Regions from separate parts of the Sus scrofa genome. Here region 1 is linked to region 2. Evidence: chromatin contacts called from public HiChIP or PLAC-seq data. All regions are on one chromosome and are shown on one strand. Each heading gives the region's core, a stretch centred on a gene start, on an enhancer-like site or on the middle of the called end of the contact. The rest is flanking DNA. Distances are from core to core; before and after follow the strand shown.

The links. HiChIP or PLAC-seq counts read pairs in DNA pulled down with a chosen protein or histone mark.
Region 1: an H3K27ac HiChIP or PLAC-seq map of skeletal muscle shows a contact between it and region 2. The contact joins the promoter of NFIX here to the enhancer-like site in region 2. A contact is called at or near these places in 1 of 5 promoter capture datasets (liver), 14 of 47 Hi-C or Micro-C datasets (alveolar macrophages, brain, embryonic fibroblasts and 6 more) and 1 of 2 datasets of contacts at active chromatin or transcription factors (skeletal muscle).

What each region holds. Positions count from the first base shown.
Region 1 is chr2:66,055,150-66,057,849 of Sscrofa11.1, reverse strand. It overlaps NFIX (nuclear factor 1 X-type), which reads left to right and starts at 1,259. Exons shown (of 10, transcript XM_021083712.1): 1 at 1,259-1,379. The coding sequence starts at 1,353.
Region 2 is chr2:66,019,546-66,022,278 of Sscrofa11.1, reverse strand. All of the region lies in intron 2 of NFIX (nuclear factor 1 X-type), which reads left to right. Among named protein-coding and RNA genes, the nearest start is that of NFIX, 36 kb to the left of the region's middle. Within about 2 kb of position 1,433, at least 9 of the 83 cell types and tissues checked have an H3K27ac peak or open chromatin away from gene starts, as enhancers often do. A contact at or near this core is called in skeletal muscle, where this site is marked.

The DNA of each region.
Region 1 (2,700 bases), core at 10-2,509, 36 kb before region 2:
AGGCTGTGTAGCCCCTGCTAGACTTGTGTATGTCCATGATCAGGGTCCCAGGGATGTGTATGTGTGTGTGTGTGTGGTGTGGTATGAGGGGTCGTGAGAGGGGCCTGGGTCCATGTGTGTGATACCTGTATACATCTGGGAATCAAGTGTGTGGTATGTGTGCCTGTGTGTTGCTGTGACGGCTAGTGTCACTCTTTACCAGGGTCAGGGCTTTCCCTGTGTTTGGTATGTATCCAGGTGTCTGATGGTGTGTTTGTGTGACAGAGCGTTAGTACCTTTCCACCACTGCTGTGATGTTTTAGTGCAGCTTTATGTGAGTGTGTTGTGTGTGTTTGAGTGTCTATGCATAGGCATTGTGGGTCTAGAGAGTGTGAGGATACAGTTGTGTGATCATGTCAGCATGAATCTGTACATGTCAGTGTGCACTGATGTGTGTGTCTTGGTGTGTATCAGTGTGTGTTCATGCAAGGCCAGTATTGGAGTGTATACACCTGTATCTGGGTGTCTGAATACGGTTTGTTGAAATGCATGTGTACAAGTGTCATCTTGTGATGGTGGGCCCTGTGTGCATGTCAGTGTGTGGGTTGTGGGTTGCTTTCCTAGTCCTGGGGTATGTGTGTGTCAGTGCATGTGTGTGGGTTGTGTGTCTGTGCTGTGTGTGCGTAGGTGTTTGCGTGTGCTTTGTTGGAACGTGGAATGTATGACAATGCGTTCTGTACGTGACATGTATGGAGGGGTCTGAGCCCCACTGCGTGTCAGCGTGTGTCTGCGTTGGAACGCGGGCCAGCACGTGTCGGGGTGGCCGTGCCGGTGTGCGCCCCCGCGCGTGCGGGTGCCTGAGTGCGTGTGTGTGTGTGTGTGTGTGCATGTGTGCGTGCATGTGTGTATGTGCGCGCCGGCCGTCGCTCCCCCGCCCTCCCCGCCCCTCCCCGCGCCCCTCCTCCCGCCCGCGCCGCCCGCCAGCTCCCTCTCCCCGGAGTGCGCCGCTTCCAAACTTTGTCTAAACTTTCACTTTCACAGCGCGGCGGCGGCGGCGGCGGCGGCGGCGGGCGAGGGTGACCGGCCGAGCGGCGGCGGCATGGAGTAGACGCGCAGCGGCGGCGGCGGCGGCGGACGCGAGAGGCAGCGGCGAGCGCGGCGGCGGCGGCGGCGGCCCCGGAGCCGGCGGGGCCGAGCCTGCGAGCGGCGAGCGCGGAGCGGCGCCGGGCCGAGCGCGGGGCCGCGGGCCGGGCGGGCGCAGCGCGGCGGAGGCCGGAGGAGCCGAGCCGGAGCCGGAGCCCGAGCGCGGCCGCCGCCTGCCGGGCCTCCCCTCGCCGCGGCCGGCCGCCGCGCTCCCGCCCGGGCACCCAGCTATGTACTCCCCGTACTGCCTCACCCAGGTACCGGCCACCGCCCCCGCGCGACCCGGGAGGGGAGCGGGCGCTGGAGGCCGGCCGGCGGCGCGGGCAGGAGGGCGGAGGGGGCGCGCGGCGGCTGGGGAGAGTGAGCCCGCGGGCGGCCAAGGGGTGCAAGCCGTGCGGTTGGAAGTCCGGGCACGCGTGCGGGCGCCCCCGTGCGCGTGTGACCCTGGCCACCGAGCAGACTCCTGTTGGGGGCTCCAGGGGTGGCCGGCTGTGTGCGTGGCGCTGCCCGTGGAGCGGGAGTGCGTGTGTGTGTGTGTGTGTGTTTGTGTGTGTGTGTGCGCGCGCGCGCGCGCTCGACTGGGGTGCATTGGGCAGGGGGACTCCCGCCGACCTGTGGGCGACTGTGGCGTGCACACGGGCAGCGTGGCCGCTGGCAGTGTTTGCGGGGTGACAGAGTGGTAGGGGATGGTCCCGAGGGCGTAGTGCGGGGACTAGGTCTGGCGGCGCTCCCTGGGGCGGGCGCAGCGGTTCCCGAGGGTGGCAGCGGCCAGCGTGCGTGGCGGTGGCCCCTGCGTGCCGCTGGGGTGCTCCGGGCGGGCGGAGCGGCCCGGGCGTCTCCCCAAAGTCTTTGTTCAGGTCTCACATGGGAGCGGGGCTAAGAAAATGGCGGGGCTCCCAAATTTCGGTGGGGCAGGGGAGGGGAGGGAGGGACGGGCGGGCTGCCAGCCTGGGCCGCGCCTCTTTGCCGACCCTGGACGCCGCAGTTTTGGCGTCCCCCCCCAAAAAAAAACTTTCCTCGGCGCAAAGTTTCCGGCCCCAGCGACCCCGGCGTCCTGGACCAGGCGGGCCTGGGGAATCCCGTCCCGCTGCCCGGAGGCGGGAGGGGCAGGAGGGAGCCTCGGACGCTGCCGACCGTGTTGCGGCCACGCCGTCGGGTCAGCAGCGGGCGCCGTGCCGACCTTGGCGCGCTGCAAAAGCGCGTCCCGCCTCCAGCGAACTTCCCTGCACGGAGCTCGGCAGGCGGCAAAGACCCTGGGTATGCCTGGCCTGCCACTCCACCCTCCTCGGCGGTGGCCCCAGGCTCTGAGAGGGCACAGAAGCTGCCCAGAGTCCCACTTCGGCCCTGGCAGCGCTGTCTGCAGGGCCACGTTATGGCTGACAACCCAGACTCCCGCAGAGGGGACACCTGGGGGCTACTTAGTCCTGCCTGCCAGCACGGCCTTCCTCTGTGTGGAGGGAGTCTCTAAGCCAGGCCTGCGGTCCTAATTGTCCCCTCTGCCAGTATGAGCCTTGCCAGCTGTGTTCCAAGTGTGCCCAGGCTGGGAGTGGGACTCCACGTGAATATGGCCGCAATGCG
Region 2 (2,733 bases), core at 184-2,683:
GACTCAGCAGGGCTTCATCAGGGACAGCTCCAGGTGGGCTGTGAAGAAGGAGGCACCTTCTAGAGTTGCAGGGACCTGGTGTGCTGAGGGAGAGTAGGCCGGAGGGGTAGAAGGCTGTGCCATGGTCTCCCTCTGTTTTGGTGCCCTGCAGCTGCTGGGCAGAGAGGGCACAGCTAAACACCCTCCTTTCTGCCCTGGGAAGAAGGTGTCTCCCTCCCCACCCCTTTTTTTCTTTGCCCCATCAGTCCCACCCCCACCCCACCCCCCTGTCTCAGGAGCTGCCACGCTTCAGTTATTTTATCCTTCAGTGTCCGATTCAGAAGTCCTTTCAAAGGCCCCAGCAGTGTCAGCGCGGTGCTCGCACAAAAGGCCTCTTTGATTTCTTGTTTGTTTTCATTTGCCAGCGGAGGGGGAGGGGGCAGGAGAGAAAGAGCTTCTGGGTTTTAAAATTTTTATTTGGGTTGCTTCATTCTCAGAGGAGTTGGCTCCCTGGAACTCTTTTCTGAGTTGGGGGCTTGGCGGCAAGAGGCAGCCTTCTGGGGAGAAGGCTGGGGCGGGAAGTGGGCGCTGCCTCCAGAAGCAAGAGGAGGAGGTTGGGGGTGGTTGGTTAGGATGTACTCCCTGATCCACCTTTAAAGTTCAGTGCTAGGCCTGAGGGTAGGAAGGATCGGGTTGGAGCCTTGCTGCTTGGGGAGGGAAAGGCCTGAAGTGCCTGACACCAAAGACATTCCCGTTAGCCGTGTCCCTAGCAGAGGCCTCGTCACAGCTGTAGGATCCGGGTAGTCCTGAGCCTTGACTTTGCTGTTTTCCCTTTATCATCCCAGATTCTGCCATTTCCCTCTTGGTTGAATGCGAAGGGGGTGGGGGTCCTTTTAACATGCATACTCCTTGGAAATTCTTAGCACTTTGAAATATAGGCTGGGGCACCTCACTCTCCTTCAGGGAAGTGGAAGGGTGAGAGGTCTTCCCTGCAGCTGGGGGTCCTGCCAGCAATGGCACACAGGCCCGGGAGGAGCCCCTGTCCTTCCAGCTTTGCTTTCTCACCATGTGCCTCTTGGCTCCTCCTGACGACTGGCTTGTGAGACGCTGCAGCGTGGGTGCCCCCCCCCGCCCCGAGGACCCAGCCCATGGCTCCTATAGGACTTGGAGGGCAGGCTGGTCCTGCCTGATGAGCAGGGAGCTGATACTGAAAGGAAATGGGCCGCCACTGATGCTTGTGGTTTGGGACTAGACACACTGTGACCAGTACCTGGGGGGTGTGTGAGTGTGCAAACTTGGAGTATATGTGGGCATATCCCAACACACCAGTGAGAAGGGGTGCTGCCTGTAGGGTGTTTTGCCTGTGGAGGCCTGACTGCCAGGGCTGGGAAGAGAGCGCTGGGAAGCGAGGCTTGGGCAGGTGGTCACAGGCGTCAGCAACAGGGAAGTGTGCCCACTGGGTGAGGGGGGCTCCGCAGGGCCTGGTTGGCAGACGGAAGGAGGAGGCTGGGGGGCTGAGAGATAGATAAATATAGCTGATGGCATTTCTCATGATAGGTTTTTCTTGGCACCGAGGGCACCGTGGCAAACAGTACGACAAATGCCTGGCCCTGCAGGCCGCTGTCGCCATTTTAAGCACGTTTGAGCCGAAGAGTTGCTGGCGTTAGAAAAGGGTCCCAGCGTGCAGAGGGGCTGTGGCAGGGGGCTTTGGCTGGACTGGGCCTTACCCCCCTGGGTACCTGGGTTCCTTACTTTGTCTCTATGGCTATCTGATGTCTGATTTTCTGGCCCATTGAAGATTAAAAAATATATTTTGGGGTTGCCCTTCGTGGGCCTGTCTCCTAAGTGACTTGTACCCCCACCAGCTACTGTGGCCTGTCCATTGATAGGGAGGATGTTCTGGCTCATCTCACTTTTTTTTCTTTCTTTTTTTTTTTCTTTTTTTGGCTGCCTCTCGGCATATGGAGTTCCTGGGCCAGGGATCTGATCCGAGCTGCAGTTTTGACCTATGCTGCAGCTGCAGCAATACCATATCCGTAATCCACTGTGCCGGGCTGGGCTCTAACCTGCATCCCAGTGCTCCAGAGACTCTGCCGATCCTATTATGCCACAGTGGGAACTCCTAACTCTTCTCCCTTTTGATGTCCTAATGATGACCTGGCATGCCACTGCCCCAGGGTCAGGGCCATCATTTGCTATTAATTTGGGGGACGCTCCATAACGTAAGGGACACTCGTTTGTTCAGGTTCCCAGCAACTTTCTGTTCAGTGTTGGTAGAGAAGGGGGCATACCCATGGGCTCCATCTCCTGCCTTAATACCATTTTTCCACTGAAGGCTCAGTGTAGCCGAGGCACCGTGCTGAGTCCTGTTTGTGTGTTAACCACCCAAATTCTAGCACTGATTCTAGTTTTAAGCCTGCCTTCCTGGTGTGAGTGTGCGTACCCAGGTGACACACACAGGGGTCTCTGTGTGTAGTGAGGGATTGGTGAACCAGACTTGAGGACCTGGGAGGCTTCCTGGAAGATGACCTGCTTGAACTGCACCTTGAAAGACAGTGAGGAATTAGCTTGTTTTTGTCAGCTGGCTGAGCCTTTTCAGCTTGCCTGGAGCGGATTCCCTCCTCACAATGGTTGAGTGATATAGGCAGGACAGGTATTATTATCCCACCATACAGAGAAGGGAACCCGGTACCCGAAATGACAAGGTACTTGGGTCACACAATGAGTTTCCAGCAGAAGGACCCCAGGTTTCAG